Regions from separate parts of the Mus musculus genome. Here regions 1, 2, 3, 4, 5 and 6 are each linked to region 7. A link is a contact called in public Hi-C and targeted proximity ligation data. All regions are on one chromosome and are shown on one strand. The core of a region is the stretch at or near the end of the contact, and the rest is flanking DNA. Distances in the headings are between cores, read along the strand shown. Region 1 holds the start of Cep55 (centrosomal protein 55). Region 2 overlaps Myof (myoferlin). Region 3 overlaps Myof (myoferlin). Region 4 holds the start of A330032B11Rik (RIKEN cDNA A330032B11 gene). Region 5 overlaps Myof (myoferlin). Region 6 overlaps Cpeb3 (cytoplasmic polyadenylation element binding protein 3). Region 7 holds the start of Exoc6 (exocyst complex component 6).

Region 1 (3,430 bases), core at 534-3,033, 500 kb after region 7:
GAATTAGCTGCCCACTGAAATTTACCTTTTGTCGAACACCTGCTCATTGAAGTTAGCTAAAAACATAGTCCCTCCCCTTCCTCCCTTGTCTCAGGTTATGAGAGGTCAATTTCCTGGAGTTGATGCTTGCCAGAAAAGCTGACCTCAGCAATAACCAGACATTTTAATTTTAATCAACACAAAAGTGTTGAACTGAACACCTCACGGCTCTACATAAAGAAGGTAAGATGTGCAGAACCAGGACACCAGAACAGGCTGCTCTTTGGAACACGGGGTCACCCAGGCTCCACCTGTTTGGGGCCCACATACCCCAAAAAACACCCACATGCCCTGAAAAACAGGGCAAAAGGGAAAGATGGACATTGAAACGCAAAAGCCTGCTTGCCGCCTTCTAGTGTGCCACCTTGTGGTTAATAAGACTATTCCTTTCTCCATCTGTTTCTCCGTTCATACTTCAGGCGGGAGGACTGTGTAAATAGAGAATTCCAGTATCTTGGATTGCCATCTTCCTGCTTTAAACAAATAAAACAAACTGAAATTCCTTACATGGTTTCTCATCCACTAGATTCAGTAACAAATGGATTTGTTGTCTTTTACTTAACAGTGCCTAACTACATTTGTTAAACTCTAGCCCTCGCAGCCACACTACCAGATGGTTATCTGCATCCTGGTATAGATCAGGAAACTGAGGCTCAAGGAAGTGAAATGTTCTCAAGGCCACACATCTATTAAGAGGCATTCAGGATTTTAACCCTTGTACTACATACATTACCTTCATAGGATGCTTTGCTACTGATTTTTTTCGCTGTAAACTTCTGGTATGCCTAGGCTAAGTCTAAGAACGACACGCCATAAGCAATTGTTTGCTTCAAGTTCTCAAGACGCTAATCAAGACCCTGATGTGACCGATAAAGACCAATAAAGACACATCTGCCTGTAGGGCAGCAATCTGGAATCGCTGCTGGGGCTCACAATCTCGGTTTTCAAACTGGGAGTTTATCAGCTCCCTACAGCTTCGTTCCCCATTGCTCCGCCCCTGAGTTTGACAGGGTAAATGAGTGGCCCGCCCGGAAGACTAGGAGGTTGTGCTCTACCTCACAAAGAGAAATTGGTTCCCAAAGAACATAGACCAGTCAGTCCCAGGCGAGGGTCACAGAGCTTGTCCTATGGATAACAGCAGGGTCCGAACACACAGAGAAAAGCAAGCAGGCCCAGATTGAACTGGTCCTCCGACTCTGTCCTTGGCTCCGCCTCCACCACGCCCACACTCCCGCACACCCACACCCACACCCACACCATCACACCCGCCTCATTTCACACCACGTTTCCACAGACACCCTCTATCTTCACAAGGTCCTTCTCTGACCCGGCCGGCACGGATTGTAGCTCCCGTCAGGCTCTATGTCTTGCTCGCCCTTACCTTCCCCACTCTGCCCCTACCCGTCTGCCCGGCTAGTTTCGATCCCCTCCCTCTGATTCCAGAGCCGGTCTTCGCCCCGCCTGCCGTCGGGTTCCAGACCTTGCCCCGCCCCTCCTCTGGCTCTAGACTCCGCCTTTGCCCCGCCCTCAGGCTCCTGGGCCCTCCCTCTCTCCTCCATCCTCAGATTCCAGCCTTCACTCAGATTGCAGGCCCCGCCCTCTCCCGCCTTTCCTCAGATTGCAGACCCCGCCCTCTCCCGCCCGTCCTCTGATTGCAGACCCCGCCCTTCGCCAAGCCGGCAGTGACGTGACCCGCCCTACAGCCGCGGGATTCAAACTCCCGGAAGCGGTGTCCTGGTTGATAAGTGGTCTGCGGCGGCGACGCGAGCGCTGTGTTTGTCTCAGGTAGTGAGTGGTCCCGGCCTCGGCCGGGGAGGGAGGGGAGGACAGCCGGGGCTCGTTAGCCCCTGGGCAGGACTAGACCTCCCGGGAGGAGCGCTGGTGAGCAGATCACGCCGCAGGACTCCGTCTCCCCTGGCTGGAATCGCTGGAACACATGCTGGCTCCCTGAGAGACCCCGCGCTGCGTTCCTGTCGACCGCCGGCCCGCAGGCCATCCTTTCGGCTCCTTTGAACTTGGCGGTATTATCACTTTCTTAACAGAGAGGTTACCGCGAGGCCAGTGACCTGAGCCAGGTCTCTCAGGTCTCCAGTGCGGTCAGCCTTTGCTTAGCAAGCGCTTCTCTTTGCAGTTTTTTATTTTCCTGCCTCTTTCCTGACCCCTCGTAGATTTGGGAGATTTACTGAACGGAAATGCTTCTTTAGACTCCTGACCAGAATGACTTAGGTCCCTTCAGTCGAGTCAGAGATTTCCAAGCAGCTGCCTTTAAGCTCTTGTATGCCCCCCCCCCCAAAAAAAAATCAAAACACAGTTCTTTTGAACAGTTGTTGATTGAAAAAGAAAATGTTGTGAGCAGATAGTACTGACTGCTAGCTTGTGTATGTATGGTGAGTTCTGTGTCCCATATTAAATTTAAGAGAGCACATCCTGAAGGAGATTCCACTAGGACTGGGTAGGGACGTTCCCGAGTAGAAGAACTTTAAAAAAAAAAAAAAAAGAACTTTATGATCGATTGGAATAGAAAATACTGGGAAAGGAAAGACTAGGTGAGAGCAGGATTGAGATGAGGAGGAGTGTGTGCTGGGTCAGCCTAGACAAGAGTCAAGAACACTAAGTTTTTAGGAATCCTCTCCAAAAGTTAGGATGCAAATGTCCTGAGGGTATTTTCAAACTGTTAAGTCCTCCTTCTGACGTCAGCAGAAGCCCAGGGAGAAACGTTTGTGGTAGCAGGTTCCTAAAACACGTTAACTGTGCATTTGCCTCGGCAGATTGTACTAGCAATTTTACTTGGTATTTGTCAAGATAGTGGGCAAAACCAGGTTGAATGCATTAATACAGATTTCGTTCAAGTTTGTTTATGCAGTTCTATTATTTTTAGGCTGATTTTATACAGGACAACCTCACACTCACCGCCCTAAGTAGATTTTCTTGTAGTGGTAGCTTTTATGACTATTAGTATTAATTACAGTTTAAGAATATGTGAATCTCCTTTTCTTTTGTTGTATTGCTGTTGCCTGCTACACTGTTCTGAAAGCTTCCTAGCATCCGAGACTCTATGTTGTTTCTTCTTCTTTCTGTTGCTTTAGCCAGCTTATATCCAGTCCCGATTAGGTTACCTGGTAAAAAGGCTTTGTAGTAATAGTCTGTGATTTGTTTAAACAGTTTTGTGCAGCTAGGCTGCCTTCAGTCTATGCAAATGAGGCTGGCCGTGAACTCCTGCCCATCCTGCCTCTACTTCCTGAGTGCTAGGATTATTAGCCTGTATCACCATAGCTTTGTAGTAACAGTTGAATGAAGGAAGGTCTTATCTTCCTTTCAATTCCATGATCACCTTGCCTTCATTTTTATCTCAGGACATATGAGAAAAATGGTTTTATTAAATCTCTTAATG
Region 2 (3,341 bases), core at 72-2,571, 410 kb after region 7:
ATAAATTTTAATTTAATTTTTTTCATTTTTTAATTCTATATGCACGAGTGTTTTGCCAACATGTATGTCTGTGCACCACACATATGCCTGGTGCTTTTGGAAGCCAAAAAAAGAGCAACAGATCCCTTGGAATGGGAGCTATAGGTGATTTTGAGCTGCCATGTGAGTTCCAGGAAGAGAACCCAGGTCCTCTGGAAGAGAAGCAAATGTTCTTAGTCACAGAACTGTCTATCTATTCCCCTCCATTTCACCTTTACGAAATGGGAAATTACACTGAAGTTCAATTATCCTTCTATATTGGTGCTCCCACCCCCGACACCTGGAGGCCTTTTATTTGTAAGTATGTTTGCCTCGTCATGGTCTGCGGCACTCCCTGGGGCTGTCAGCACGATGAAACCAAGTGATGGGTTTGAGCTGCATGTTCAATCTGGGGCTGATCACCCCACACTCATGATCACTCGCTGCCTGTGAGGTTCAGGACGATCTGCCCAGATCTGTAGTCATCAATGATTTCAAATTCCCCAATGCAACCATGCCCCTCACCACAGACAGAAGCCAGACTGTGACTTTGGAACCTAATAAAGACCTGGCACGTGCCTTGTTGCTATTCTTGAGGGCATCAGCCAGGACATTCACATGCACCATTTTGGTGAAAAAGAAAAGTGGTAGAAATATATATATCTTTGATATAAAGCTGCCTGTATATAAAAAAGCAATAATTTTTTTGTTATGGAGTTTTTCATCAGATATTTTCTTATATATCTTGGTCTATCATTTATAAAAATGATATTAATATAAACTGAAATTATTTTATTAATGTATTTTAATCACATATTAATGAGATTAATGTGATATTTCCATACATATGAGATGGATTGATTATGTTCAAACACCTTTTTCCCCCACACTCTAAATTAACATTAATGCTGAATGGATTTTTATAGAAGTAACTTAGTATCTTAAATTAAGTAGAAATGTCCCAAATGTGGCACCTTTCTCCTCACTGTTGTAGCCTACCAATGTCAAGAAGACGATCAATCACATGCCTGCTCTTATGCAGGTCTACCAAAGGGACCCCCACCCCAACCAGAGGGACCCCCACCCCAACCTCCTCCAGGCTTCAGAGGAGTTCCCCGAGTCTGAAGCAAGAGCAGAGACTGGCAGCCCTGGTTCTTCCCATAGCAGAGACTATCTCTGTAATAAGAGCAAAGTTGTACAAGTTGCACCCGGCTACTGGAACAAAGCATCCTTTATATGCAAATCCTCTGCCCAGCCTTCTACATCCTCCCGTCTTTCTCAGTAAGAAAGCCTTTCTCCTGGCATGTGCTCACACAAACGTAAGACTAGACTTCCTCGTGGTGGGTGTGGCTGTAGGACTGGAATTCTGGTGAATGGAAAGTGAGCAGAAATCTGGGTATGACGTCCTAATTTTCCCTAATGAGGGGCTCTTGTCACCTTCTCATGTGTTTTCCTCCCTTTAGGCTGGAGGGTGGATGTCCTAGTGAGTTGTCTCTAAGGGATGGACTGAGGTAACTCCTTAGTTCCTTAGTAAAGGTTAGGACAGCCATGGGGAAAGAGTGGGCACCAGTACCGGTGAACTTCTACAAGTTCTGGACCATTTCCTCAGTTGTTACTGAATTGCTCTATTGTTGACCATTGTGTGTTTAAGATCTTGTGCTACAGTTGCCAAGCTTGTATATTACCTACCCCGTGCTTACCTTACTGTCTGCGAAAAGGAAATGCTGGACAGATAACTCACCAGCCGTTCTGCCATGACTAGGAGAGTGTTCACTGCATCCAGGCGGTGACTAATATCCTCCCAGTAGGAAGTCAGGGTGACCACGGGCTTCGTGTGGGCCCAAGGTAAGTAGTAATAGTAGTTCCCTGGTAAGGAGTGTCAGGAGTCAGTGAACAGGGACACTTGAAAAGGACAGCATATTTGTTACATAGATGTGTGAACAGAGCTACCCATTAATCCACAGGCCCGGGGAATGGTCTTGGCTAAGGTTTGTTTGCTGTTTGGGGAGCTGGAGATTAAACCCAGAGCCTCATACAAGCTAGGACAGTTCTCTACTGCTGAGCCACACCCGGGCGCTATTCTGACTCATCAATTTTAATCAGGCAAGCAACAGAGAATAGATGCTTTATTCTTTTATTTTGTGAACCTTTCTAAAACACCAGCACAGGGAGGACAACCATCTTAGGAACAATTTGTGGTTCAGGATCACACAGCTGAGCACCCATGATGGTTACATCATATGGCATGGTAGAATGCAGAGCACTGGAGGTTAGACTCACTGTTTCTCTGTGGAACTGTGCTTTTAAATGATTGCTTTTGCTGAAAGAAGAGCAGTCCCGCCCCACACCCTGTTCTTCGCAAACCTCGGCTGCCCACATGGGGTTGGCATGACTCGGAGGCTTTCTGTAATTAAGACTAAATGCCTCACATTTTCTGGGGCATTTTATGTCTTAAATTTGCTCATACAAAAAAATTTAGATAAAAATATAGCAGTCCTGTTGGGCTGTTTATGTGTACCGGGCCATATACACAAACATACAATTAAAAAGAGAAACAAAATCTTTTAAAAGAGAGCTGGGTGACAGGACTGGGTGAGCACTGGTGAGAATCAGCCTGGCTTTTCCAGTGTCTGAGCCAGAGTGCCACCATTGTCAACCACCGAATCTAAGGGGGATTTGCAGTTGGTTGGGGTGCAGCTGCTTTAGGGAGTGTGGTATTTAGTGGGGTCATCATCTTGGGATTTTATGAGCTCTTGTGTCCAGCCTGGGACACTGTTCCACAGATTTAGCAACTATTATGGGTACCTAAAATCCAATGCTCTTTCTTAAATTGACTAATGAGATGCTGAGGATAATGGCCCTCGGAGCGAAAATACAGTATATGCTTCTTGTCCTGGGGTGTGCCCTCTGTACGCATGAATAAGAGAGAACTTCACACCAGTCTTACCGTCAAATACTGCACGGCTGTATTGAGTGGTTGATGCCAAAGGTTTACAGGTTGCATCAAACTTGTTGCCATAGTTCCCAATGCTGACTTCAAACTGAATGGCCTCACCAACATCTTGCAACATGGTGGCTGAATGGAACACGGCGGACAGGCTATACTTCCGCCTTCGCTGGTACTTCTGAAAAGTAGGAATAGACATAAGGTTCAGTACAACTTCATGTGCCTGTATCTGTATGTGGATTCCCAGCAGATGAAGTGCTAAGGCTAGTTGATTAGTGCTGTACTAAATTCCACAGGGCTATGTTCTTGGATCAGTCAACTCTCCTTCTCATGTAGGTGGGCAGAGACTAAAGTAGTAGGATTATCACCATGGAAA
Region 3 (3,350 bases), core at 725-3,224, 360 kb after region 7:
GAATTCTAAAGACCATGGGGTTGGTTCTCATTTTTCATATTCTTGGAAGGTTCTCTTTCTTGGAGTTCCTAGGGCTCTGGAAAGCCCACACAGCTAGTCTTGCCTGGCTGTCCTATGTGTGGGGTCATGCTCTAAGTTCCACTGAGGGAGTGAGGAGAGGTCTAACCTTAGGTGTGGGTAAACAGGAAGAGTAACCATCTCTCAGGTCCTATCTGACCCCAGACATCCTCACCTGTCCTGCTCTGCCTCACCTCTGAAGGGATGCACAATTCAACACTAATTAGAGCCTCTGAGCCTCTGGAAAGTCCCCACCCCCCACCCTACCCCACCCCGGTAGACTCCATTCCACCCTTCACAGGCAAAGTGCTTACTACAGCAGCCACAGAAAGGTCGGATATCAGAGGGCAATTGGGACTTGGGGTGGGTGCATTTTGTAGGGTGTAAGGAGACGGTGTGAGTGGATGGAATAGACTGATGGGGTAGGAAAGGCAGGATCGAACAAGACATCTATTGGGATCATAGGATTGTCTACCTAGATTGCAGACCCCAGGCTTTTCTTGGAGAACTTTTCCTTCCCCAGTTGGTACAGTCTGGGCAGGGCTGGGGCTGGGGTGGGATGGTGTAGACAAAGACAGACTCCATCTCTAGCGCCAGTGCCTGGCCCGAGTAAGGCATCCTGGGCAGCAGCGCTTGGTTCAGGGAGAGCCACAAGTCTCTAGATAGGTGGAGGTGGAGACCCTGAGGCCCAGTTCTAGAATGCTGGTGGATGCCCTCCTGGCTCTCTTCTTCTATCTGTGCTGAAGGAATATAGGTGACCGTGTGGAGTGATGGCTACCGTGTTTCCTCCCCTAGGGAAGAGCCTGCCTAGAAGGGAGGTCCATGGAGGACAGAGAGCAGTGGGAGGAGAATGTGGAGCTAGCTTCCAAAGACATTGCTTCTGCATGGCCTCCAGACATTCTTAAAATGAGCCAACCTTGGACTTGCTAGGCCTGGCAACCAATAAATCACATTTCTGGTCTAAGTTCTGTAACGGAACGTCTTTCTAATTAAATCCACTGGGGCCCTCAGTTCTCCTAGAAGTGTTTCTGAGTGAGGGAACACAGATGCCAAGGCTTAACAAGAGAGGCAAAAAGGGACACTTCACCTCTAATATTTGGCCTGTGTTTGGCCTAAGACAGAGAATAGCCATCTATTCATTCCGTAAAGAACACATGTGTACAGTGGCTGAAAAAAAAAAAGGCCTTTGTTCTATAATGTCTCTTGTCTTGCCACCAAGAGCCTAGCAGAAAGGAAGCTGCAGTCCTCATAGCCCTAAATACGCAAACAAATACCTGTCATAGCTATGTGACCACGGGCAAGGCTTTACCCCTCTGTGGGTCTCAGATTCCCTGTCTGTACCGAGAGGGAGCTCGAGTCAGTGACCTCCCAGGTCCCGAGCAGCCCTGACCTCCTCTGACTTTCTGAGTCTAGCAGACCTGAAACGTCCACACCCCGCCCACATCTTTCAAGGCTTACTTTTTTAGCGACTATACAGAGCTGCTCAGCAGGGAGGTAGTCAAATGGGAAAACAAATCTCCAGTTAAAATTGCCTTCACCATCCAAGGACCTGTAGTGGACATCTGTTTTCTGTTTGTTTTCTTCGCTGCCGGAAATCCAGCTGTAAAGCAGAGGCAAACAGACTCAGTTCGCTGTGATTGACAAGGGATCTAGCGGGGCAAAACTTCAGTGATTAAGGGGGTGGGGGTGGGGCAGGGAAGAGCAAAAGTGATGCATTTTCTCTGGGCAGGGTCCAGTGATCCACAAGCTGGGGGTGATTTATGGAAGGGAGGCACTCGGTTGCATCCAACTCAGCTTAGAGCCAAATAAAATAGAATTCCTTTAAAACCAAAGCAGGAAACCCTTTAGACTGTAGTTAGCAGGGCTAAGGTGAAATTTTCTGGAAAATATCATCAACAACGTAGCTTCTATTTTGGGTAAGCTGCAGCTTGCCGGCTATGATTGTGGGCTTCACAACTATGACTCATTAGCATCTGTCATCGGGGCTGGTAGGCTCAACGAATGCAAGTTAGCTCAAAATGTTAGCATTTCCCTTCACATATTTTACTTAAGCAAACAAAAAGAGGCACCCAGCAAGTAATCTTGCAGCTTCCTTTTTTATTATTCTCAAAAGTCACCGTGATCTCATTAATGAGACGGGCAAGGGAGAGGCAAGCTGTTATTTCCAGATGCCTAGCTGAGAACACTCCTCTCATCCGAAGCATCTTAACTGATATCGTTGGGAACCTTGTCTTTTGCTTGTGCCTGGCACGGAGTGGATATGAGATCAACTGTCTGTTGATGGAATGAACGGTGTGCGGAAGGAAGCTGCAGTCACATACGCCTGCCTCTGGTTTAAAACTCAGAATTCATTTTCAGCCAGGCGCGGTGGTACGCACACCTTTAATTACAGCATTTGGGAGACAGACAGGTGGATCTCTGAGTTGGAGGCCACACGGGTCTACAAAGTAAGTTCGAGGACAACCAGAGAAACCTAGGCAGAGAAACCTGGTCTTGAAAACAAGATTGCAAAATAGAACAAAACAAAAGGAAAAAAAAAAAAAAGAATTGATACTTTTCAATGGGCAAAGGGGTCAGGCTGCTAGGATCAGATGGGAACTTTGAAAAGTAACGATTCCTAGTTCCACAATGAAGCTTTTGGACTCTTGGGTCCCACCTGTCCTCTCTGCCAGTGATAAGTCGGTGGGAAGACAGAGTTCAAGATTGTCACTCAGGGAAGCCGATTCTCAACTCAGGCTTACAATGTTTCTTTCTCCTCTCCTCTCCTCCCCTCCCCTCCCCTCCTCTCCTCTTCCCTCCTTCTTTCTTCCTTCCTTCCTTCCTTCCTTCCTTCCTTCCTTCCTTCCTTCCTTCCTTCCTTTCTGGTTGTTTCCGAGACAGGGTTTCTCTGTGTATCCCTGGCTGTCCTGGAACTCACTCTGTAGACCAGGCTGGTCTCGAACTCAGATATCCGCCTGCCAGTGCTAGGATTAAAGGCATGTGCCACCACTGCCCGACTCTTAAACTTTTCTTGACCCAGCCCTAAAAACTCACCACCATATTTGACCCAAGATCTCTCTGTCTCTTGGGCTTTTTTTTTTTTTTTGAACCTTCTCTTGTTTTGATTTTAAGATATGTTAACTAGGAAAGCATCTTTAGCTGCATGTGCTTGGGTGTGAGCATGTATCACTTCATGTGTAACGTTAACATGTGTCATGCTAGACGCTGTATTTTTCCAGCAAGTCACCTTTTCGGATGTCACATGGAGAACTGCCCCCCTCTCCCTTTCCCTCTCCCTCTCTGCAGTTCTGGAG
Region 4 (3,053 bases), core at 85-2,584, 380 kb before region 7:
GCTTTCATGGGTCTCCTTCAACTGTTCAAAACAAAAATTCTGGCTCTAGCCCAGAGACATCCTTTCAATAATCCCATTTCCTTCGAAATGATACAACCCACCCCCCAAACATCGGAAAGGTAAAAACCAGCAAACTGACGGCTCCATCTGTGCCAGGTTGAGAGCCTTCAACCTCTGTCAAACTGCCAGGCTAGCGTCTGTCAGCGGGGGCCGAAGGATTCCTTTTCTTTCCTTTTTGAGACAAGATCTTGTAAGAAACACAGACCGAGCTGGAAGTCCCAATCTCATCGTCCAGCCTTGGTGGTGAACTACAAGCTGTAACCACCACACCCAGCCTTTCTCTTGTAGGGAAGCTTATGGCCAAATCACTTCACAGGCCCAGGGTAAGTGCCTATTAGACAGCAAAGGTTCCCAATGAACACACACACTCAGTTCCCCTTTCTGATCCAAAGGCCCAGGATCCTGTCTACTGCTGTGGCTACAGACCACATGAAAAAGCAACAGAAACAAGGACACTTTGTCCATTCAATCTTTTCGTCCGGGGCACTTCCTGGATTTTTCATTGGCATTTAATACCGAGGGACAAGACTCATTTTTCATTAAAGTTGCAAGACTTTCACTTTGCCCAGTTTCAAATGGTGTAATTGATCTGCATTGTCTTAAATAACCCAACTGGTGAAGGACACTGCAGCTTTAAATATTTCAGTGCTAGTTAGCAAATAGACTCCATTGCAATATGGCTCTGAAGGTCGTGTCCTATTGTCTCTCTCCTCTGGGGGAAAAATTTTTTTTAAACCTTCTTTTAAGTAACATGGGACTAGTTCTCCCTAAAATTTCCACTCTTTCCACTTCGATCCCTTATAGTTCCGGGTATTCATTGGATTCTCACACTCGTAATTTTCCTGCCAGGGCAATATGCTGATTATTAATGATTCCAGCACCTTAGACATAAACACATGGGTTCACATTAGTTTAGTTGGGCATAGGCAACTATTTGAAATAGCACCACTCAAAGGCTGTTAACAAACCAGGGTGATTTGGGCGTGAATGGCTTTTGGTCCGCACCTTGAGCCTAGTATTGCGTAACCTGAAAATGTGTAGCTACTTAAAATGATAGGAATCTCAGCCTACTCCTCCTGGGACTACTCCCGCACCTGACTATACACTTGCGGCTTAATTTGTCAAAGAAGGCCAAAATAAAAAGCACAAGCACAGTGAAGGAGGAAATGAACTGGGGGAAAAAAGCCCTTTCCTACCCTCAAGCAGTCACAATGTCCACTCAACTTCGCCCCCACCCCCACCCAGATTGGATGGAATGGACCCGGTGAACCAGAGGATTTGGAGGGTGCTGGAATTTGCTGTGCCTTCTAAATAACAGCGAGTGGACCAATTAAAATAACTAGGAAGAGGGGAGAAACATGCGAGAAGAAGGAGTGTGCAAGAGCACAGGGACTTTACCTGAAAAGGCAACAGATTGTTACCATTATCGGTCCGGAAAGCGTTATCCTCCATCCAGGACTTGGAGGTGAGCGGGGCTGCACGAGGGAACTTGGGTGGAGCGATCACATTGCTGGAGAAGGGCTTTTTGAGCGGCGAGATGGGGTTAAGCGGGGAGGGTACCCCCACACCTACACCCACGCCCACGCCGACCGCGCGGCGAGGGTCTCGGCCCGCCTGCAGGCCACCCCACGGGTTGGACGGAGCACTCCAGGCGGCGTTCACGCTCTGGTGCGTGTTCCAGCTGGACGAGGCCGAAGAGGCAGCGGCCGCGGCCGCAGCAGCCGCGACCGCCGAGGATGAGGACGGCTTGCTGGTCATGATGGGCTGGTGGCCGTAGGCAGCGGCGCTCCTCTGCGCATAGGGCGCCTGGCTGGGGCTGGCGGGCGAGCGGCGTTGCTGCGAGGGCTGCGCCTGCGGGGGCTGCGCGGGCTGCGGCGGCTGCGGCGCGGGCGGTGGAGGCTGCTGATGGTGCTGGGTCTGCGCCAGGCCGATCTGCGGCGAGAAGGTGCCTCCGAAGACCGGGTTGACGTGGTGCGGGAAGTTTTGGAAGAGCATGGTCCCGTTGACTGGGGTGATCCCCTGGAAGAAGCTGTCCTCCACCGCGTTTGTAGTGCCTGTGGACCAGGTGCTGCCGAAGGACGGCGACAGCGACGCTCCGGGCGCCGTGGGCTCCTGCGGCGGCGGCGGCTGCTGAGGGGGCTGATGGAAACTCAAGCCCGGCAGGAGCGGCGACTCCATCTGCATCTTGTCGGGGCCGTTGGGGGCTGGCGGAGCCGAGGCGGGGCTGAGGGCCGGCACTGCGCTACTGTCTTCGGGCTTGGGGATCTCTGAGGAGAGGGGCGTGGACGGGGCTTCAGCTGCGCCGGGCTCGGGCTGGAGCTGTTGCTGCTGCTGCTGCTGCTGCCGCTGCTGCTGCTGAGACTGGGGCTGGGTTTTGCTTTTGTCCATCAGTAAATCATCCTGCATGGTTTGCGCAGCTGAAACGGGAAGAAAGAGAGATGCGTTATTGTCAGTGTGATCATGAATGCCCCTCACTGAAGCGGGCGGGTGTTTTACTTGCGAAAATCCAGTGCCACCGCCACTAGCCAATTGCAATGCAAATCCATAATCTCGCATTTAGAAGAACAAGTCGGGCTGGGAGGGGGGTGGGGGGAGCTGGAGGGATCGAGCAAGGTCTCTAAAAATACTGTGAGAGCGTCTTCACCCTTTCTGACGTCTCGGCCCCTTTTCTGTGTTAGTGAGAGATGTGCTTATAAGACAGAAAGACAGCAATTTCGCCACGTCTCTTTTCCCTTCACCGGAACTCAGAGCGTTCACCCTGCAATGAGAAACTGATTCTGGTTCCTGTTTTTTCCCAAGCACCACCCTCCCCCAGTTATTTGCATACGTCAATAAATAGTGCTGCGTCCTTCAGCAAGGTTAAAAAGACTTGGTACACGACCCTCTTTCCCCCTTCCCCAGCTGGAGCACTTAGAAACCATTTTTTAAGCCGACTTAGCCCTCTTGATTAGCAAACTGCCTTCTTGCCTCGGATGATTGTTTCATTTGGCTGC
Region 5 (3,282 bases), core at 228-2,727, 390 kb after region 7:
AATGGACAAGTTGGGTGGTTTTCACAAGCTCTAGTTATAACAGGTGGAGGTGTGTGAGTCCCATCTGACACCTCACAATTCTGACAATAAACTTCAAAGGATCAAAGAAGGTTCCATAGTATGGACTCAGACACAGACTATTAGGGCCATGCCACATCACCCACACGGAAGTCCTCCACAGCTGTTCCTTCCTAGACATCCAGATCCTAGTGGAAAGTTCTGGTCCACGTGCATTCGCACTAGTTAACAATCTGGCCTTGAGGGGTTCACTAAGAGCCTATAACAGAGACCAAACACTTTCTGGAGAAACAAGCTCTGCTCATAGAGGGGCCATTTGGAGCTTTCAGTAACTAACTACAGATGACCTAAGGAGGGAGAAGTCTCCGGCACATTTACTATAAGGCTGGGTTTTCCCACTTGCGTGGGCTCGTGCAGAGTCTAGATACTGTACCACTTTCATGAAGAGAACAGAACTTGGGAAGTTGGGTGTCTTCTTAAGGCTTTTGATCACCACCGATTCTACTCTCTCTCCTCCGCATTCCACCACCAGGCTGGGTGATGTGACAGAAGCCATCTGGTAGTTTTTCATATTTCTTAAGCCCCAAGCTAGGATCTGGGGAAACAAGTTAAAGAGAAGGGAAGTAAACCTGACATATTACACACACACAGATGCACTCACACACATATGTGAGCACACACATACACACAGAGAGTCACATGCACGCACACACACACATACACACGTGCACACACATATATGGAAAAATCCAATCTCAATCACAGAACACAGTACAGTCTTTAAGATGGAGCGATGCACATTCGTCTAAAATACCAGTGCATATTCTCTTCAGGTGCCTGTGGAAATGCAGAGAAAGTGGTTTTGGCCCTTCCCTTTTGTCAGAACTGCTGTAAGTGCTGCCGAGTCAGTCAGCATCTCTAGATCTCACCTGCAAACAGGACTCATGTGATCCACTGGGGGTGGGGAGTGGGGGCAATCTGGAAGATCAAGTCTAAACCTCTTGCATGGTAAATGACCTGCAAGCATTCCAAACTGGTAGCAGCTGTTTGAAGCTCCCTGTGTCTGTTTTCGAACGCACAGCAAAACAGAGGCGCTAACAATGCTTCCCTTATCAGGACCCCGTCTATCTAGCTAAGAGGTTATCTCCACCAGCCTGGGTCTGCCCTAATTATCTCCCTGGTCGCCACTGTGGGCTGCTTCCCCCACCCCCACCCCCACCCCCGACCTCCTGCCTCCTTTGCAGACCTTCTCCTTGTTCACATGGCACTTTCTCTTGGGTTATCTTCTCTTTCTCTGGTGAATTCCCCCCAAAAGAAAGAAATCCCTGAGATCTGCTTCTTATTGCTTTGTTAAGATGTCTACTTTCTATGACTATTTATTTCCATTGGGGGAGGGTGTGAGCCGATTTTATAGGAAGTTAGAGACAGCAAGAAAGCATGCAGCACAATGCATGCCCTACACTAATGGTCCTTGACACACCCTTTGGCTTGGTCAAGTAAAACTCAGAGAGAATACATACCTCAATGGCAGTGAGCTGAACCACAGGCCTGATCCCCTGAGGGACCATGTATAAGTTTGGTGCTCTTTGAGAGGGGAGGATGGGAAGGTTGGAGCCATCCTGTGGAACAAACGCAGGCTGTCAACACTTCCCTTTCATTAAAGCAGAGAGTACCTGGAATGACTGAGGTGCTCTAAGCAGCTCGTGGAATCCATGAGCAAGAACAAAGCGATACCTTGTTCCTCAGAATCAACTCTGCTGTTACGAGGACATCCCCACAGGCCTTGTCTCCATTCATAACAGGATGCCAGAGAAGCTTAGGTGTGATGTCCGTTTCTGAGTTCAGTTTCACCAAGGGAGAGCAAATGCTTCGACCTAAAAATTCATCTTTGCCCTAGAGAAGGAAACCCACACTGAAACTCCTGGTCAAATAGCCCTGCAGACGACTGTCATGCCCCCAAGTCATCATAAACTGTCCTGTTACCTACCACTTGGTCATTGTCAAAAAGTTCTATGGTAACGTTGGGTGGGTTCTGTAGAACTGTTTGGGGTTCCCCAAAGATTTCAACCTCATCGAATATAATGGTTTGGTCCCAGGTGGGATTCAGGGTGGAGTGGATGATCTCAGTGGTTTTGCTTCGATGGAGGAAGGAGACATGGGCGTATGGATCTATGCACAGAAAAAGATATTAACAGTAGAGTCTCGGAGAAGTCGAGCTCCTATGACAGTGCGTTTCAACCAAAGACTTTTCATCTGGACATAGTGGTCATATGTTTTCACCACCCCTTTGAAGACAAGGAGTTCTGAAAGCGGGGCACCACAGAGGACAGTATCATGGTGAGAAGTGCCTAACCGAAGGCCCTGACATGTGCAAAGGATTGCTTCTCTGGAGTGCACTTATCCTCAGCAAGGTTCATTGGGCACACAGTCTTTCACATACATCATCTAGAATACAAGCTTCGCAACCAGACACATCTGGCCTGCTGTGCCCCCGTGACCTTGAAAGAAAAAGGTTTAACCTTTCTAAGCCTCCGTTCCTCCCTCTTTGCCACAAAAGTAATTTCTGTTTTCCTATTGAGTAGAAAATGGGATGACATGAACATGTGAACTGCCTAGAACAGAGCCTATTATCCATTTCATTGGTAAATACCGGTTATTTTTATATTTTTGTTTCTATGTTTTTGATAAACTGACAAATATAAGTTTATTTTATGCTTTTGTTTCTACTGTTATCTATACAGAAAGTTTTGTATTTGTATTTGTATTTGTATTTGTATTTGTATTTGTTGTATTTGCTGGGTTTCAAGAATATAGCAGTAACTAGGAAAGGTTTAGTTGTTCTCAGAATTTACAGCTTGCAACAGGACTAAAAGTTTTCTTTTGCCCCACTGATAAATCTTGTATCCAACTGGGATACAAACATCAGTGAAGATTTTTCTAAGAATTCTGATTGGATCTATAGTGAGACAGTGTCCCCTGGTGGATACTATTTGAAAATGTCCTAAAAAAAAAACATTTTGAAGTTTTGTTCTACAGAGTAGGATAATCTTGATCAAACTTTTAGACCAGATCTAGATAATCTGGTCTAATATTATTAGGAAAGGAAATAATTCACTAATACTGTGTAAAAGGAGTGCTTGGGATATGAATAAGAATTGACACAGTGCATGATATTATCAGACAAGTGTTTTAAGAGCTGTTTCCATAGAAGAACCAGGGAAGCTTGGAAGCCATGCACACACAAAGAGAGGTCAGAAGTTGTTC
Region 6 (3,354 bases), core at 821-3,320, 490 kb before region 7:
TATAAACATTTATTTATGCCACAGAGTAACCGTGAAGGAATGCAACACTAATAAAACCCACAGTTATTGGTAAAAGTGTGAATTCCCCCTTCTGAGGTCTCCCAATGTGTCTTCTACAGAGTGCATGTCCTAGGGGTTGCTGTGTCAGAAGACGGCTATTTGGGGAAAGCTGTAGATTATCTTCTTGGAGTTTCAGGACATTCATTGATGTACTTAATTGAAAACTTTAAGGAAGTCTACAGGCAAGAAATCTGTTCAACATTGCGAAACATAGCATATCCCAAGTTATTTTTATGCAACTTTTTTTTTTTTTTTTTTTTTTTAAGATTTATTTATTATTATATGTAAGTACACTGTAGCTGTCTTCAGACACACCAGAAGAGGGAGTCAGATCTCATTACGGATGGTTGTGAGCCACCATGTGGTTGCTGGGATTTGAACTCTGGACCTTCGGAAGAGCAGTCGGGTGCTCTTACCCACTGAGCCATCTCACCAGCCCCATTTTTTTTTTTTTTTTTTTTTTTTTAAGATTTATTATTATATGTTGGTACACTGTAGCTGTCTTCAGACACACCAGAAGAGGGCGTCAGATCTCATTACGGATGGTTGTGAACCACCATGTGGTTGCTGGGATTTGAACTCAGGACCTTCGGAAGAACAGTCAGTGCTCTTACCCACTGAGCCATCTCTCCAGCCCCCTTATGCAACTTTTAAATATAACAAACATAATGTTCAAATTTGAGCATCACTGTCCTACACCAAAGTACTCTACTGAGTGATGAACCGTTATTGTTTTGAAAAGGTTACTTCTACAGAAATTAACTTTAAGTAGTTAAGAGTAAATTTAATAGTAGCAAATTAGTTAATATATTTAAATATTAAACAGATGTCCGAAGAATTAAAAGTTATCAAACTAACCTTAATTAAATATATGTTACCAAATCAGTTCAGTTATATTTACGATTAATAAAGAGTAAAATACTGGATCTAAATTAAAAACTAAAATTTTATTTACTGAAAACGAAAGGTGATTAATAGAATTAAGTGCAAGCCAACTACTAAGAAAAACATTAAAAGTGCAACATGGATCACTTGTTTAGACATAAGGCATATAAAAATCACTAACTAAAGAGTTCAATGAAAATTAACAAAAACTTCCAAATTAAAGTGTAAATGTACATTTTTGTTCTATCTTTAATAACAGAATAAAAGAAAACACAATGGCCTTGCACACTGGCACAGGCCTTTAATCCCAGCACTTGGGAAGAAGAGGCAGGCAAAAACTCTCAAGTTTGAGCCTCGTGGTCTACATAGAGTTCTAGGCCAGCCAGGGCTGCATGGAGAGACCCTGTCTTGAAAAAAGAAAAGAAAAGAAGGAAGGAAGGGAGGGAGGGAGGGAGGGAGGGAGGGAGGGAGGGAAATGGAAGAACAAATAGAAAAGGGCTTCAAGTTTTTTGTTATGTGTGTGTGTGTGTGTATGTGTGTGTGTGTGTGTGTGTGTGTGTGTGTGTGTGTGTGTGTTCGAGAGTGTGTGCATGCACTCAAGTGTATTTTAAAACATCATTTAGCCTTCCTACAATTCTAGAATTCTCTATTTAGATTCAAATTAGTGTAGATCACTAATTCTGGGCACTCATTTGGAACACCTTGCTTTATACTTCATCCTCCTGGTTACCACTGTACGTTATAAACGCCCACCACACAAATATTCTACTGCAAGGTGTCTTGTTCCATCTGTTTTTCCCAAAGGAACTCAAAAGTCAGCACTGCAGTTCCACGGTCAGCTCAAGTACCAGAGCGGATACTTCCTCCCCAGTCATCTGGCTGTTAGCTCTCCCCTACAAAGCTCAGAGTTGAGACACAGTCAACTCTAACCCCCTTTTGTAATTTCCTGAGCTCTCCCCCCATACCCTTCAAAGTCCCTACTCTTCAAGAAAAAGACTATTTTTCTCCCCCCAATCCTACAATCCTTTCATTTTACATGAAACAGAACAACAATAGTGCAGAACCATCAGGAATGCTCTCCACAGCAAGTGGCAGCATCCCAAACTCATCCAGCCAGGATGAGTCAGCTAAACCAAGTCCCCTGACATATAGCTGTAACGGCTGTGTCAGTTGAAGGGATGGACTCCGACCCATGTCAGCTGTCAGCAATTCTATTTTAAGTACCACAGCCCTCACCAAATCACTAAAGTGTGACAGCAGAAACAGAAAGAGTCAGCAGAAGCAGAAAGAGTTTATAGTTTGTAAAGTGTCTTTGCCTCTTTCATGGTATAAGGGCTCTTTTTATTATTAAACACAGAAACTAACAGCCATAGCAGCAGTATTTGGGGAATTAAACTTTTCAAAGCACATATATATTTGGTATTTCATTTTGAGCTAATTTTCATTTCTTAGATAGTAATAAACAAATCAGCTAATTTCCAAGAGTAGATGCCATCTATTAGTCTCAAGTGTTCTTCTGTACCAGGCGACAACCCGGGTAACTCTCAAGAGAAGGAGAAAGAACAGAGCCTGATAACTGATCAGTCCTTGGCTTTGGTAAGAGATCTGTATCCTACATGGCTCTGGGGCTGCAGGCCAAAAGCTGTGACTCTAACCCTCTAACTCAGCTGTTCTTCTCAACTTGTGGGTTACAACTCCTTTGGGAGTGGAATGACCCTTTCACAGAGGTCTCCTAAGACCTTCGGAAAACACAGATATTTACATTACGATTCATAACATTAGCAAGATCATAGTTGTGAAGTAGCAAACATGAGGAACTGTATTAAAGGGGCGCAGCATTAGGAAGGCTGAGAACCACTGGTCTAACTGATCCTCAGACAAAAAAACAAAACAAAACAAAACAAAAACGCTCCAGGGAACTTCATCAAAAGAGTCAAAATTCTTTCTAGACAGGGAGCAATAAATAATACTGGGAAATTCTGTCTTGTGCTTCCAGCATGCTCCAGGTGTTCCACCAGGTACAGTAAGTTAAGCCCTGCAACGTGCGCTAAGCTGTAGTGCTCACTCCATGCAAGGCTTCATAGCCCGTCAGGGGCCGTCAACTACTAATGAAGCATGGCATTTTGTGTACTCTTTCATAGGGATGCTTAGCAAAAAAAAAAAAAAAAAAAGAGAGAGAGAGAGAGAGAATGAACAAATGATACTACAAAAAAGGTTATGTAATGCATACCCTTGAGTTAGTAAAGTCATTATTAATGAAATACTACAGTCAAAAGACGCAAGCGAACCCTTTCCTGACCAAGTCATAACATCGGCACATTCTTCTCCATCCATGACTCCCAGTCTCACATACTCCCTATGGCATCTCTCAGAGTACCTGCAGCTCCTTAGTTCACTTCCTGTCACACA
Region 7 (3,070 bases), core at 168-2,667:
CCACACAGTGAGAAAGTCATAGGCAAAGACTATGATAGCATTTGGAATCTGGCAAAGAAAAGGAACAAATTCTTTCCTAGAGTCTGGAAAAAAATGCAGTTGTGTCGCCATGTTGACTATAGCCCAGTGAGCATTCTAACAGATTACACTTGAGTCATTTTATGCTCTGGCATTTGTTACAGAAATAATGGAAGTTAATATAATATAGGATGTAGTACAAGGTAGATACCACAGTTATTAGCAGCTGCGGCTGGGGACACTGAGATAGAAAAGTATTAAGTTTTGCCTAGTGTCACATGACTGAGTGGGGTTTGGGACAGTTGTCTTCAGAGGACATGTTCTTAATTGTTTCTCAATATCATCTCCCAGGATTTCTTATGGGGAGGAAGAGGAGGAGGAAGAGGGAGAAAAGGAGAAGGAGGAAAAGGAGGAAGAAGAGGGAAAAAGCTGGTAGTAGAGGCCCAGGGAAGAGAGTGAGTCTGACAGCTGGCTCGTGCAAAGCCTGCCTGACTCACAGGGAAGCTCAGAGCTCCTGAACTTAGGGAGAGCAGAAAATTAGTTGTCCCTCTGGCTAGGTTTGAACTCTTTTCTGACTAATCTTCCATCAGTGCTTTGATCATGACAAGCTGGTTTACACGGTGTCCTAGATACAGGTTGTTAAGCAAGCCTCTTTTTCTACATGTGTCCCTTTGCTCAAGCCACCTGCCATTTCCTTCTACCACTTTATTGCTCATTCTTTCCCCCTAGAAGTCTATTCCCACCCCAGCCCAGCTACCACTCCCTGGGAGCGCTTGGATTCAAGAGCTTCAGCATGAAATCCAACATTGCCCTGGGCCTCTTTTCTACGTTGCCAGCAAGCGCCTTAGTCTTGTTCTCATTTTCCCTCATTTTGATAGTTTATGTCCAATATGACTAACCTCGGTGAACTTGCATCCGGCAGGGGACACGATTTTTTCAGAGCAGTCGAGGTATAGAATTTTTGTTTGTTCTTAAAATAAATCTCAACGACACACTCAGTTTTGATTTTCGGGAAAGCATTTGCTTTTCTCTGACTCCCCACTATTTAAAGCCCATCAGGTGCTCAGTAGCTTCTATCACTATTACTGAGGGCGTGTGACCGAGGGTCACCTCCGTTATTGCTAGGGTACCTGCAGTGCACAACAGCACACACTGCACTAAAACATCTCTAGATAACTAAGGGCAGGTCGCGAGGAAAGATGGAGGTGGTGGTTCCCCTCCCCTCCCGGCCACCCCCCCCCCCCGCCCCGATCCCCACCCTCTCCAGGTCATCCTTACCTCCCCAGGGGCGGGCTCCACCCGGGCGGGCCCCACCCACTGCGCCCCACCCCTCCAGGCCCCGCCCCTCCCCGCCCCGCAGCGCCGCGCCGCGCTTGCGCCACCTGCCGCTCGCTCCTGTGGTCCGCGCGCCGCCGCGCCCGGCCGGCGCCTCCGCTTCCAGCCAAGATGGCGGAGAGCTGCGAGGCTCTGGGCACGGTCCCGGAGCACGAGCGGATCTTGCAGGAGATCGAAAGCACCGACACCGCCTGCGTAGGGCCCACCCTCCGGTAAAGTTCTCACATGCCCCGGCTTTCGGGCTGCCCTGACCAGGGACTCCTTAGGAGCCGGGCGGGGCGTCCGCTGCCGGGTGCGCGCGCGTCGGCCCGACAGGTGGTGCGCGCGGGGGCGGGCGCTCGTGGGCTGCGGGACCCGGAGGGCCCGGGCACCTGTCACCGCGCCGCCTGTGGGTGTGGCTGCCAGGGTGTCTCTGACCCGGAGAGCCGCCCCAGCCTAGGGCCTTGATGCCCCAAGGCCCTGACCCCTAGGCGGAGGCTGTCTGCTCTGTGCTGGGGACGAAGGTCACCTGCAGGTGGCCGGCGTGACTGATCCCGGTGCCAAGTTGCGCGCTGATGGAAACCCCAGCGCACTGACTGCTCTGGGCGTGGGAGAATTGAAATTGAGCGGGAGACGCCAGCACCTTTCTCCCACGCTGCAGCACCCTTCTCCCCGGGCGAGACGCGAGCGTGGGCTGACAGCTCGAGTTCACGCAGGGGTGACGATGCTCTTGGGACAGGAAGCTTTTACTTATTGACAAACGTTATGTTGATTTTGTATTAAAATTTCAGCGTATTTTAAATGGATCCAAACCCACTCTCTTTAGGAATAGTACCAGTTAATGAATAGTCCATACCGGACGGAATACTTTCTGCCCCCATAGACTGGTACTGGTACAGAGCTATTAGCCATTAACACTAGGTTAGACACTTCAAGGATTACAATTTCATCTTTTGCAATTAGGATGAATGAACTTGTGGTTCATTAAGGGAATTTGAGACGGATTGTGCTTTGTCAGTAGTCTTTCTTCAGGACACACTTCCTGGAAATGGAATTCTGTTTTCTCACTGTAAATGTAGATAAAATGAAGTCAGTTCAACTTGTAAATTCACTTTGCCCCAGGGAGCCAGATCATGTGGTGTGTTTCTTGTTTCTTTCTCATAAACCTGTCACTGATGACTGAAAAAATCATTTAACCCCCTTGGCCTTGTTTTTGTATTTGTAGAACGGGGTGGGGTTGGGGTGGGGGTGGGGGTGGGAAGTTGTTTAGAACATGAGAGATCTTGCCCATTTATTCTCTACCTCCAAGCACTTAATAGGCAGGTTATGTTTTTTTATTACAGAAAGTTCCTGCTATGATATGCAAAGGCCTCATTAGTATCTTTTAATTTTCTTTTTCTTTCCTTTGTTTTTGTTTGCTAGACAGGGTTTCTCTGTGTAGCCCTGGCTATTCTGGAACTCACTTTGTAGACCAGGCTGTCCTCAAATTCAGAGGTTTACCTGCCTCTGCCTCCCATGTGCTGGGATTAAAGGTGTGCATCACCAATGCCCAGCTCCTTATTGTTAATTTTCTTACATGAATTTTACATATACAGTAGTTTAAAATAGGAGTCAGACTCAAAGAAAACTTTGTGACATCTAGATTCCACTGAAGGACCTCTCCAGTCTCATAGGACAGCCATTCCTTAATGTGTTCATGAAGCAGTTCATTTGCCAGGGGTCAGGAAATGCACTTTTG

What was found. Hi-C and Micro-C count contacts between places; a contact is called where the count stands out from the background.
Region 1: a contact with region 7 is called in a targeted proximity ligation map of embryonic stem cells, with 16 read pairs. A contact is called at or near these places in 16 of 39 promoter capture datasets (the 3T3-L1 cell line, 3T3-L1-derived adipocytes, the C10 cell line and 11 more), 31 of 484 Hi-C or Micro-C datasets (the 63-12 cell line, B cells, the C2C12 cell line and 24 more), 24 of 130 datasets of targeted methods (the 230-238 cell line, the NIH/3T3 cell line, astrocytes and 14 more) and 2 of 9 other capture datasets (liver and macrophages).
Region 2: a contact with region 7 is called in a targeted proximity ligation map of pancreatic cancer cells. A contact is called at or near these places in 1 of 484 Hi-C or Micro-C datasets (granulocyte-monocyte progenitors), 13 of 130 datasets of targeted methods (T-cell acute lymphoblastic leukemia, acute myeloid leukemia, bone marrow-derived macrophages and 9 more) and 1 of 9 other capture datasets (embryonic stem cells).
Region 3: a contact with region 7 is called in a targeted proximity ligation map of embryonic limb bud, with 3 times the contacts expected there. A contact is called at or near these places in 1 of 39 promoter capture datasets (hippocampal neurons), 13 of 484 Hi-C or Micro-C datasets (B cells, the C10 cell line, the C2C12 cell line and 10 more), 15 of 130 datasets of targeted methods (the NIH/3T3 cell line, bone marrow-derived macrophages, craniofacial prominence and 11 more) and 1 of 9 other capture datasets (embryonic stem cells).
Region 4: a targeted proximity ligation map of microglia shows a contact between it and region 7, with 9 times the contacts expected there. A contact is called at or near these places in 2 of 130 datasets of targeted methods (microglia and pancreatic cancer cells).
Region 5: a contact with region 7 is called in a targeted proximity ligation map of trophoblast stem cells, with 8 times the contacts expected there. A contact is called at or near these places in 5 of 39 promoter capture datasets (the 3T3-L1 cell line, the C10 cell line, the HPC-7 cell line and 2 more), 77 of 484 Hi-C or Micro-C datasets (the 3T3-L1 cell line, 3T3-L1-derived adipocytes, B cells and 46 more), 31 of 130 datasets of targeted methods (the 230-238 cell line, the HPC-7 cell line, the NIH/3T3 cell line and 20 more) and 1 of 9 other capture datasets (embryonic stem cells).
Region 6: a Hi-C map of pro-B cells shows a contact between it and region 7, with 5 times the contacts expected there. A contact is called at or near these places in 6 of 484 Hi-C or Micro-C datasets (the HPC-7 cell line, the N1E-115 cell line, embryonic stem cells and 2 more) and 5 of 130 datasets of targeted methods (embryonic stem cells, large pre-B cells, pro-B cells and 1 more).

What each region holds. Positions count from the first base shown.
Region 1 is chr19:38,053,258-38,056,687 of GRCm38.p6, forward strand. Cep55 (centrosomal protein 55) reads left to right here and starts at 1,784. Exons shown (of 10, transcript NM_001164362.2): 1 at 1,784-2,060.
Region 2 is chr19:37,957,955-37,961,295 of GRCm38.p6, forward strand. Myof (myoferlin) reads right to left here. Exons shown (of 54, transcript NM_001302140.1): 20 at 2,966-3,143; 21 at 1,760-1,884. Among named protein-coding and RNA genes, the nearest start is that of Gm52397, 26 kb to the right of the region's middle.
Region 3 is chr19:37,906,072-37,909,421 of GRCm38.p6, forward strand. Myof (myoferlin) reads right to left here. Exons shown (of 54, transcript NM_001302140.1): 49 at 1,516-1,657. Among named protein-coding and RNA genes, the nearest start is that of Gm52397, 78 kb to the right of the region's middle.
Region 4 is chr19:37,172,509-37,175,561 of GRCm38.p6, forward strand. It overlaps A330032B11Rik (RIKEN cDNA A330032B11 gene), which reads left to right and starts at 1,335. Exons shown (of 3, transcript NR_045329.1): 1 at 1,335-1,525. Cpeb3 (cytoplasmic polyadenylation element binding protein 3) reads right to left here. Exons shown (of 11, transcript NM_001290827.1): 2 at 1,459-2,477. The coding sequence starts at 2,466.
Region 5 is chr19:37,934,309-37,937,590 of GRCm38.p6, forward strand. Myof (myoferlin) reads right to left here. Exons shown (of 54, transcript NM_001302140.1): 33 at 2,006-2,187; 34 at 1,753-1,911; 35 at 1,539-1,637; 36 at 452-613. Among named protein-coding and RNA genes, the nearest start is that of Gm52397, 50 kb to the right of the region's middle.
Region 6 is chr19:37,057,706-37,061,059 of GRCm38.p6, forward strand. The region is part of intron 8 of Cpeb3 (cytoplasmic polyadenylation element binding protein 3); the gene reads right to left. Among named protein-coding and RNA genes, the nearest start is that of A330032B11Rik, 110 kb to the right of the region's middle.
Region 7 is chr19:37,549,001-37,552,070 of GRCm38.p6, forward strand. Exoc6 (exocyst complex component 6) reads left to right here and starts at 1,418. Exons shown (of 22, transcript NM_175353.2): 1 at 1,418-1,565. The coding sequence starts at 1,465.